2 separate regions of the Mus musculus genome follow, and region 1 is linked to region 2. The links are chromatin contacts, called in public Hi-C maps. All regions are on one chromosome and are shown on one strand. Each heading gives the region's core, a stretch centred on a gene start, on an enhancer-like site or on the middle of the called end of the contact. The rest is flanking DNA. Distances are from core to core; before and after follow the strand shown.

Region 1 (5,257 bases), core at 2,130-4,629, 120 kb before region 2:
AGTAAGAAAAAGTACCTGTTTGTCTTTCTTACAGACTCGTTCTTCAAAGGTAAAGTGAAATTGAATTGGAGCATCAGATATTATAAAAGGGCCAGAAAAGATGAGGTAATATAAGTTATTCAAAATACATTACAGTTTTCTGAAAATTGTATTAGATGTTCTGTGTTTCTGTTTTTTTCTCTTCTTCATTGTGTACATTTCTAGGTGTTACTGCCCACCATGTTTCAGACGAGAGAATGGTGGACATTGCATGCAACATTTTAATATGTAGCCAAGATGGAGTCTGTGAAGTGATTTATGTCTGCTGAACACCTTGTGCCTCTGATAACAGTTCCTACCATTGCTTTATTTTACAGACAAGAGAGAGGGAGAGAGAGAGAGAGAGGGAGAGAGAGAGAGAAGAGAGAGAGAGAGAAAGGGGGGGGGGAGGCACAGCAGAGCCAGGAACTTAGATTTCTCTTACAGTGAATCTCAGTGTTTGATCACTCCTTCTTGATTCACTATTTAAATGACATACATACAAAAACCATCTCTAGGGCAATTTGTAAGGTACTTAAATAAACAACATATTTAAATACATGCATATATCATTTAATGTGTAAGTAGATATAAAATACTCTGAAAATCTAAAGTTTTCTAATTTTAAAACATAATTAAATCTCTGAAATGCTATACAGTTCCATGCAGGAATAGCCAGTAGGGCTTTAGCTGTTTCTCAGAATACACAAGGCTGGAAACTGCGTATCATAGAGAAGGTAATCACGATGAGTGAAAAACAAAGACTCACATATCTGTCTTCGTGGGTACAAACTGCTATACATGCACAAAACGTTGTAAGGCAAGAAAAAGGCTTTCCTAAATTCTTTGAGAGACAAATAACAAACTGGTAGATTTATGTATTACCAAATTTAGGTTTGCCTGATATAATTACTCTTATATTTAGAAAAACAGGAAAAGAGAAACTGAAAGTAGTCACTCAATCTAGGAGGCCAGGACGGGAGAGGCATCAGAGGCCACCACAGCAATCAAAGGGTCATAGTATATATTTAGAAAATCCAAGCCCCCGAGTGTTCTATCCTTTTACGTTAATTGTAATTATATATAAAGCAGAGTTGTCTGTGTAAGTCAGAGATGTGCACAAAGCACACTTCCCCAAAGTACAAACACACACTACAGCTCACTCTGACCGCTGAGACTGGATTGCCCACAGTATCAGAACTTTAACTTTTTTCTATTCTATTCACATATAAGATTATCTTTGATTAAAGTCAGAAATAGGTCCATTAGATATTAACTGAATACAATGTTTGTGATCTAATGCAAAAATCTCTCAAGTGCATAAAAAGAAAAAAAATAGCTTTAAAAAAACTTTGCATTTTACGAAATAAATATTAGCATTTTTTGAACAAAGTGTTCACTGTCACACAAGTACTACCCATTTTTTTCACAACCCAGAGAAGTCAATCGAAAATGTGACAAGGTGAAATACATTTACACCCAGACAAGGTGCAGTATTCAGGTAATAACATGAGCTTTCCTTAGCCAAATACACTGCAAGCAGCTCTCAATTAAAACACGGTAAATATTTAAGAACAGTCACAGAGTCTACCTTATGAGATAGAAATCTATAGCTATTCTTACAGGAACTCTTCTCTGTTGTCATAATCATTTTAATTAAATTCTCATTTTTCAGGTGGTCCCTTTAATTGTTTTTCCTACTTCTTAATGTGTTTTTTAAAGCCATCTCTTGACTGCAGCTGTGTGCGGTTGATTTTAATGGTGGCTGTTTCCTTTTTTGCCTTCTGTGAATTACAATTTTAAATGGTTACACATTTTTTTGTTGTTGTTTTACTGCCTTCAGCAGTTTCTGAAGGAATTTAATGCTGTTGGTGAACATTTCCATTTCCCATCTGAAAAGCCAGGAGCCGATTTGAATCTTCCATATTGGCCTTTTATGACCTGTTTTATCTTTTAATATGTAAATGAAAGTATTATAAAGTTGTAGATTTCCGGAATTATAACTTTTAATTTTCTTTTTTAAAACATGAATTCAATCAACAAGAAAATATGTAATTTCTCTTTTATGTTACAGGTTATATTGTTCATGAGAACACCTCTACTTTAGCTGGTGACACTAGTGCAGCCAAGCATGGGTATAACATGAAAACAAGGGGTTCACATATGAACATGAATTATCAGTGAATTTAGAAATCAGCTACTTGGGTGATTCAGTTTCATTCTCACCATGATGGAAGAGCTTCTACCCAAGGTGCTAGTCTTCTATATGATGTAGAAAGCTCACTTTAAAAACAAGCTTGTACTTACCGCCAGGGTTATCTCCAATCCCGCTGCTCTTCCCATTCCAGTACCACAGAAGAAGAGTTGCGTCACGTGACCCCGAGAGGATGTAACAATTTCCCCCTATGTACGACTCAGAGCGAGCTAGGCAAGTGACAACATCCCAATGGCCAAACACCACTTGGATCAATTTTCCTGAAATATAAAACAATTTTTCTTTAAGGCACAATTAAAAGACAAGGCAAACTTCTATCAAATACATAACCCGCAAGACAATGCTGCCGTGACAATTCAGATCTTAGAACGTTCTGACCTGGCAGGGTTTTTTTGTTTGTTTTTAAATGCTACTTATAATAGTGAGAAAAATCAATTGAATAGTGATAAGATTTTAGAAAGGCATATGTTAAAACTATTTCAACAAATACTTGGGTATGAGGACACCATATCCTTATGAACAGCTACTATAAATTACTAAAGAATAATATTTTCTGGTTAAAGCAGCCCAGGAGAACACTTACACTGGAGCCATTTAACACTTTCTTGAGTTACTCTGTGACACAAACCCAAAGCCTGCTGACTTCCAGGGCTTGGCTCACTCGCAGTCTCGCCTGAGTTCATGATATATATGGAAGCTCTTTTGTTCTTAGGTCACCTTGAAGAGAGTTTCTACTTTTCCAAACCAGGACTCCATGGACTAACTTTTGATCAAAGTAACAGTTTATCATGGTTGCAATTCAAACCCTGCCACTCTTTCTTTGCTCTCATTCTCTGAATGATGAAACTTCCTTTGAGGTGATGATGAAATCAAGATTATAGTGGTTTAATGGGAGGACTGAGAACAGTGCATAAGAACCTAGGCAGTGTACACACAGACAGACAGGGCTTCAAACCCAGGAAGAGTGCACTTCACATAACAGTGTTAGAAACAAAAAACAAGTCCTTGGTGTGGCGATTCTGCCTGACTAACACTGTGATGTCATTTATAGACTCATCTAAAGAATTAGGTATTGCAGCCCCTCTATGTCACTCTAGTTAAATAGTTAACATTTTCCATTGAAAAGTCTAGAGTCTACAAATTACGGAACGCCTGCCCTCAATATTCAGCATGGCTTTAAAAGGAAGTGAGTCAGTAGGACAAAATTACAACTAAGATGTTAAGGAAACTGAAAAAATCATTTCAACCTGGAACATGCAAAACAATATCCAAAAGTCTAAGTTCTCAATTAAAGACTGGTATCTAAAGATACTATGTAGCTTTTCCCCTTTTCTCTCTCCCTCCCTCCCTCCCTCTCTCCCTCCCTCCCTCCCTTTGTCCCTCTCTCCTCCCCTTTCTCCCTCCCTCCCTTCTTCTTTTTTTTTTTTTTTTTTTTTTAATGTTTTTTTGTTTTTGTTTTCTGAGACAGGGTTTCTCTGTGTAGTCCTGGCTGTCCTGGAACTTGATCTATAGACCAGACTGGCCTTGAACTCAGTGCTGATATGCCATAACCACCCAGCTATTTTTCAAGGAAATAAACAAAAAAAAATTATTAAATTTAATTAAAGGAAGTATTCACTTAAAATTTTAAATTATTTATTACAATAAACTTAAGACTTATAAATGTTTCAGTTTTAGAGATGAAATAGCGTAACATCTTGTCCACCTCAGGTAGATGTCAAATGCATGTTTTCACTCGGGAGAAGCAGCTTGCAGAACCCATCACAACAACCTTAAAAATCGGACTTATTTCAACTGCAAATTACAGTTAATACGGTAAATTTTCTTGCTGCAATTAAAGCAGATCAAAGATTCAGTTAAGGCAGGTATTTGGACTGTTAAATGTGCCACAAGCTTTTTAAATGTCTTCACCCTTCTAAATTGGCACTAGAACATTTCATTTACAGAGTCAGATTATATTAGTAAGGCATATGCTAGAAAGAATTCAGTATTTTAAAATAAAGAAGTCAAAAGACCAAATCAAATATGAAATGTGTAGCAATTTTTAGTTCATTTTCAAGAAAAGATGTTTAGTAATAAATGGTCACATCATATCTTTTGCAAGGCAGAATGCAAAAGATGGGCAGCTGGCGGCATTCTCGCTGGTAATTAGAGATCATCGTGTTTTAGCTGCAGAAGGAAGCCAGGTAGGTCATATCAACATTCCGTTATTCAGGAGCAGGCTTATGTCTGTTTTGGAGTCCAGCAACTCTGTGGGGCTGTATGAGTACTATCAGCTAGGAAAATGAGGTCCACGGTACCCAGGAGGCTCAGGTCAGGAGCCCTGCTGCACTGGGAGCCTCACAAAGGGAGAGCAACTGTGTGTTCGGTAGCTGACTTAATTTCCACCAGGGCCAGGGACCAGGTAAAAAGACTTGGCTGCGAAACTGGGGTGCCTTCACAGAATCTTTGAAGATTCCCATATCCTTTCTCCCTAAGCAACTGCTCTCTCTCTTTCTCCAGCACTGTTGTGAGGAAAACTGATACTCAGTTGCTGTGGTTTCCTTTTCTTCTGAAATTTCCTGTTTTACTTTTTGCCCTGAAGCACTCAGAATTCTGAAGCTTCAACAGTATCTTCCTAGCATGCACTTGGGTGGTGCCAAGCATTAGCTCTTTTAGAAGTATACAGTACTGAGGATACATGGTTTCCACCCTCAGGGCCTTTATTGTCTGATGGGGAAGACAAACACTGAAATAAAGTGAACAGACACACAAGGGTATCAACTACTCTACGAAAAGAACAGTCTAAATGCAGTGAGTGGAGGGAAGGAGACATAAATGTTACACCAAAGGAGTTCTCGGATTTTAATCCGGCTTAGGTTTGTTCTCTACAGTGTGCAGTGCAGGCCCACTCTGGGAAACGATGCATCTATGCATCCGTGGCTTGGCTTTCCCCTCGCGGGCAGCCTAACTCTGCAGTCCCTGCTGCTCTGATATGGAGGCTTGTTACTCCCAAATAAATCACAGTATAAAGACCTGCTGCTC
Region 2 (5,657 bases), core at 2,252-4,751:
ACATTGAATTATACATTACGGGAAAGCACTGATTTATTGTGGTAATAACATCCACCTCATTAAAAGATTCTGCTTTGCTGCAGTTGGAAGGCTACATATTGTTTACTGCTATAAATTAATGGCAGTGCAAAGAAGACTGTGGGACCATCCTAACAATAGATCTGGAAGGACAGTGTTGTATATCATGCTTCCTCAGCAGCTTCATAATAAAATGGAGACAATGTATTGAGCTAATACATTCTACCATGCTGGCCCATATTTTTCTGACAGCTGCTTTAAAAGATGAGCAGAATCCAACTATGTTATAATGCTACAAAACATTTAACTAAGCAAGAGTCAGGCAGATAGCAAAGTGCACCACAGCATTTTAAAACACTGTCTAACCCAGGATTCCAAACTGTGTATTCATCTCTGCAGAGGAGCTGGAAGTTAATGCCTCCTCCTACTTATCTGGTATATGATGGGTAACAATTGCTAGGCAGTTCAGGGAGATGGCTAGTATTCTCATCTCATATTGAATTCTCTGTACAATTTAACCTGCTAGACAGGACATTTTTGTTGTTGTTGTTTTGTTTTGTTTTTTGGATTTTTTTGTTGTTGTTTTTTCGAGACAGGGTTTCTCTGTAGCCCTGGCTGTCCTGGAACTCACTCTGTAGACCAGGCTGGCCTCTAACTCAGAAATCCGCCTGCTTCTGCCTCCCAAGTACTGGGATCAAAGGCGTGCGCCACCACTGTCCAGCTCAGGACATTATTTTTAATCAGCAGAATTTTAAAGGAAGAAACAAAAATTACCACCATTTAAAACTGGCCATAATTTCTTTCTTTTTTTTTTTTTTTTAAAGATGTATTTATTTATTATAAGTAAGTACACTGTAGCTGTCCTCAGATACTCCAGAAGAGGGCATCAGATTGCATTACGGATGGTTGTGAGCCACCATGTGGTTGCTGGGATTTGAACTCCAGACCTTCGGAAGAGCAGTCGGCGCTCTTAACCACTGAGCCATCTCACCAGCCCCCCATAATTTCTTGGTAACAATAAATAGAAAATAAATATTGATTAAAGGATACAAAAAAGTACATAATTTAAGTTCATTAAAAAGAACATTAAAATATCATTAGGGTATGGAAAAATAAACAGAATTAAATAAAAATTTAATCCCTATAAAACAAAGGTAAAATAGCATGAGAGATTAAAATAAAAATATAAGTAATTTGAAATTTGGAGTATCATAACTACTAATTATGTGAGAATGAATATACAAACTAGAATAAATTACAAAAAACAAATTTAAAATGTCAAGAAACAAAGTGTTTTGAAAATGCTAGGCAAAGCGACAAACCCCCAGTCTGAGAATGCACCAGTGATATCATATAAACAGCAAGGTGGCATCTTTGGGGTAACAAGTGTCCTGTTAGTGAGGCAGATGTAGAACTTAAAAAGTGGGAGTGTTTAAATCAGCTTTGTAAACTTATTACAGTAAAACATTATTTTACTACTTCTTCAGAAGTACTTTTGCTAATTAACAGAAATACTCCATGTAAGAGTACCCAGTTCAGATATGTCACAGAAAGTTATTCTTAATTATTTCTTTTCTGAGGTTATTTAATCAGGAATATGTAAGAAGACTGGTCATCAATCAAGCCTGATAATAAACTGGTACAAGGCAGGATGAAAGCCGCACTGTGCAGTGCTGCAGCCTCCCTGCCCCTCAGCCTCCCTCACTGCAGCCTCCCTGCCCCTCAGCCTCCCTCACTGCAGCCTCCCTGCCTCTCAGCCTCCCTCACTGCAGCCTCCCTGCCCCTCAGCCTCCCTCACTGCAGCCTCCCTGCCCCTCAGCCTCCCTCACTGCAGCCTCCCTGCCCCTCAGCCTCCCTCACTGCAGCCTCCCTGCCTCTCAGCCTCCCTCACTGCAGCCTCCCTGCCCCTCAGCCTCCCTCACTGCAGCCTCCCTGCCCCTCAGCCTCCCTCACTGCAGCCTCCCTGCCCCTCAGCCTCCCTCACTGCAGCCTCCCTGCCCCTCAGCCTCCCTCACTGCATCCTCCCTGCCTCTCAGCCTCCCTCACTGCAGCCTCCCTGCCCCTCAGCCTCCCTCACTGCAGCCTCCCTGCCTCTCAGCCTCCCTCACTGCAGCCTCCCTGCCCCTCAGCCTCCCTCACTGCAGCCTCCCTGCCTCTCAGCCTCCCTCACTGCAGCCTCCCTGCCCCTCAACCTCCCTCATAGCATCCTCCCTGCCCCTCAGCCTCCCTCATAGCATCCTCCCTGCCCCTCAGCCTCCCTCACTGCAGCCTCCCTGCCCCTCAGCCTCCCTCACTGCAGCTTCCCTGCCCCTCTGCCTCCCTCACTGCAGCCTCCCTGCTCCTCAGCCTCCCTCACTGCATCCTCCCTGCCCCTCAGCCTCCCTCACTGCAGCCTCCCTGCCCCTCAGCCTCCCTCACTGCAGCCTCCAAAAAGTCCAAAAGTAAACGCATTTTTCAAAGATCTAAGCACCTAAATAATTTATATGAAAAGCTGGAAAATATCAAAGCAACTGACAATCATCTTTTAATCAGATTAATGAAAAACTTTTGTTTTCATAGACACCTTAAAACTTCACTGACTCTTAACTACCAGTAAAAATTAGCTTTTTCTTCTTTGAATTTTGAAAACTATAACTTGAAGTTACTTAATAAAAGAATAATGCTTCCAGATTGAATTTTATAACTTATAAAACCTGATTATTTATTCACAAAAAAAATGAGATGAAGTAACAAGTAATTTAGCTCAAACTCAACTTCAGTCTTAGCTACTCAAATGTAAGATTTAAAACTCCCTCTCCACATCTTTGTCTCCATCTGAAAGTGCTGTGCTAGCAGTTGTTTTCCCTAATTTCAGTATCTGCACACTATTTTTCAAATATGACCTTTGTTCAGTAGGTTTATCTATGAGCCACATGTGTAAGGCACTCAGGAGAGCTCTGTGCAAAGCCCATCCTGTAACACAGCTGCTGTGATGTCATATGCTGGCAGCACCCTTCCTTCTTTCCTTTCGACATTTACATATGAACTGCTGCAGCTCAGACCAACCTTTCAGAAGTGACTTTCCACAAACTCTAGGAACATGTTTGTAGCTGCTGAGGCCAAGATGGTCAGGAAGAATTGGCAGGAAACCTCAGAAACCCTATCTATAGTGCACAGATTTATTCAAATGAACAAACTTCTGAAATCCACAAGTCTCAGACTTTTTAATACCTCACAGTATAAGTTTTCTTGAAAAATATTGTTAAGAAAAGAGAGCTAACGAGAGAACAGAAAGGGTCTGGAGCACGCCCCAGGAATTAAGCCTGAAAGAGTTAAAGAGTGCTACTTTGCAAAGACCCATTTTGTGGTGTACAGAGCAGTGGCAAGATGTCAACGTAGAGAAGGGTCTGGAAGGGAACACAAGAGGACCTCTATGGCTCTGCTTAGGATCATGACGGTCTCCTGAAAGCCATCTCATGCTGTCATGTACACACAGAATGATCGGAAATGCGGAATCAGCACAAGGGCAGAGCTTATCCTCTTCTAAGAGTACAGAGTGCCAGCACATAGTGATAGAGTCATGACAAAGTGAAAGCAAAACACTAGATTAAAATAGAAATACTGGTGAACCAACTGTTCCCTCATGGTTTTTATATTACAATGATATTGAGGGTAAATGTCAAAAATAACAGTAAGGTATCTGATGTACATGCACAGATGAAGGTTTGTGGTTCAGAGAACGGTAAAAGAAATGTTATGTCAAAAAAGTCAGTGACTGTTGTAATTATTTGGTTTGGGAATATTCCAGGAAGTAGTGTATGGACCCAAAGGAATGCTCCACATGACAGCAATGTTTCTATTTGTCCGATATAAACAAAGATTCTCAGAGTCATAAATAAATAAACCCACTATATTAAAAACAATTCTGTATCATCCAGGCCTATTAGCACCCTCCATTTTTGCAGGTGTAAAAACGCTGTGTCTGGGAGATATAAAATGTACCAGCAGCTACAGTCATCTGCTTACAGGCAGCAAAGAGTTAGGGCACTAAGACCAAACTACAGGCCAGATCTAGAATGGTATGTGTTGCCTGGGATAATGCAAATATTAATGATGAACTCAGATATTAAAATTCATTCATTGGAGTATCCGGTTAAAGTAAGATGCATATAGAAAGAAAAGAAGAAACGCTGGTTAGAGTAGCATGCACCTTTAATCCTAGCAGTCAGAAAGTGAAACAGATTGGCAGACTTCTGTGAATTCAGGGTCAGCCTAGTCTACACAGTGAGTTCCAGGTCAGCCAGAGCTACACAGTGAGTCTCGTGTATTAAAAAAGAAAGAAAAAAATTAAGATATATTACTTGAAATTGTACTGTATTTCTGCATGACAACATAGCTATTGTTGTATGTATGTATGTATGTATGTATGTATGTATGTATGTATGTGTGTGTGTATGTAGTATTTAACAACATATTGTTTAGGTGTTTCTTCCTATTTACTTAGTATCTGGAGAAGCACTTTAGGACAAGTTATCACAAATGGAAAATGCATATTTTTGTCTTGGGGACATTGAAACCATGCTTTAAAACAGTTTCTATCTGAAATATATACTGTAATTAATGTCTCCTATTTACTTTCCCTTTAACTTTGTTAACTGTGTACCACAGCAGCAACCCCAAATGAAAGTCAATAATCTATGTGTTTTTGAAGCTTTTTAAAGAAAACCATGGTTACTTGGTTGCATCCCATCTGCCTTGCAGAGGAGGAAAATGAACAAAGAGTCTTTGTTATTCAGGCCATAGTGTACTATAGGAAGAACAAGTGTCTTATTTTAGTTCTAGCTCTTTTGTATCTAAATGACAAATGAAACAAGCCTGGTCATCATTTTTATACAACCTTGGCTTGTAGAGTGTTTTGTCACATGCCGTATATGACAGAGATAGCTTGGCACTTATCTTCATACACCCTAGGCTTTATTTAATATTGTCAAGAAAAAAAATTCCATCAGCATGCTTCTATAGCTTTTAGAGTTAACAAATAAGCACTTTTGCTTTCAGTAGCGGGGCTATTTTTGATCCCTTGAAAACACATTATACACAGGCTTCTATGGTAAATTGAAATATATACACTATCCCTTTCAATTTAATAATGACATCTTGGGAAAAATAAAGTATTCCAGTTTACTTATGGTGCCTATGGAGAATTCAAATCATTTCAAACATTCAAAATGCTGGATTGAGGAGTGTTTACCATTACAAATCTGCTTTATCAGCTACATTAGGATTATGGGGGTTACTCTTACCAAATGTTCTTAATCTGAGCCTGAGAAAGTCGCATACACCGAGGAACATAATGTGGATGGAACAATGATAGTAATGAGCTAAAGGCCAAGAGCCCAGGAAACAAATCTAAAATCCTAAAAATAATTTATAAAAAATGTTTTAAATTATAAAAATAACAAAAACATGAGGTTCAATGTTGATAAGAATATTTATACATAAATACAACTATTCATTTTCAGAACCAACTTAAGAGCATTAAAATTAAATAATTTACCTATATATAAATCAGTGTTAATAACTCTCAATGGTTCAATAGTGTACACATAAGGTACACAGCCAAATGACAAAATTAGAAGAGGAAGAGGGACTTAAGATAA

Evidence for each region. A called contact is a pair of places that touch in the nucleus more often than the background predicts.
Region 1: a contact with region 2 is called in a Hi-C map of Th1 cells, with 3 times the contacts expected there. The contact joins two enhancer-like sites. A contact is called at or near these places in 9 of 484 Hi-C or Micro-C datasets (the G1E-ER4 cell line, the HL-1 cell line, Th1 cells and 5 more), 2 of 115 datasets of contacts at active chromatin or transcription factors (embryonic stem cells and hepatocytes) and 1 of 9 other capture datasets (embryonic stem cells).

What each region holds. Positions count from the first base shown.
Region 1 is chr3:86,754,618-86,759,874 of GRCm38.p6, reverse strand. Lrba (LPS-responsive beige-like anchor) reads right to left here. Exons shown (of 57, transcript NM_030695.2): 53 at 2,326-2,493. Among named protein-coding and RNA genes, the nearest start is that of Gm52625, 7.0 kb to the right of the region's middle. Within about 2 kb of position 3,379, at least 30 of the 459 cell types and tissues checked have an H3K27ac peak or open chromatin away from gene starts, as enhancers often do. A contact at or near this core is called in Th1 cells, where this site is marked.
Region 2 is chr3:86,633,490-86,639,146 of GRCm38.p6, reverse strand. All of the region lies in intron 44 of Lrba (LPS-responsive beige-like anchor), which reads right to left. Among named protein-coding and RNA genes, the nearest start is that of Gm31677, 85 kb to the right of the region's middle. Within about 2 kb of position 3,501, at least 42 of the 459 cell types and tissues checked have an H3K27ac peak or open chromatin away from gene starts, as enhancers often do. A contact at or near this core is called in Th1 cells, where this site is marked.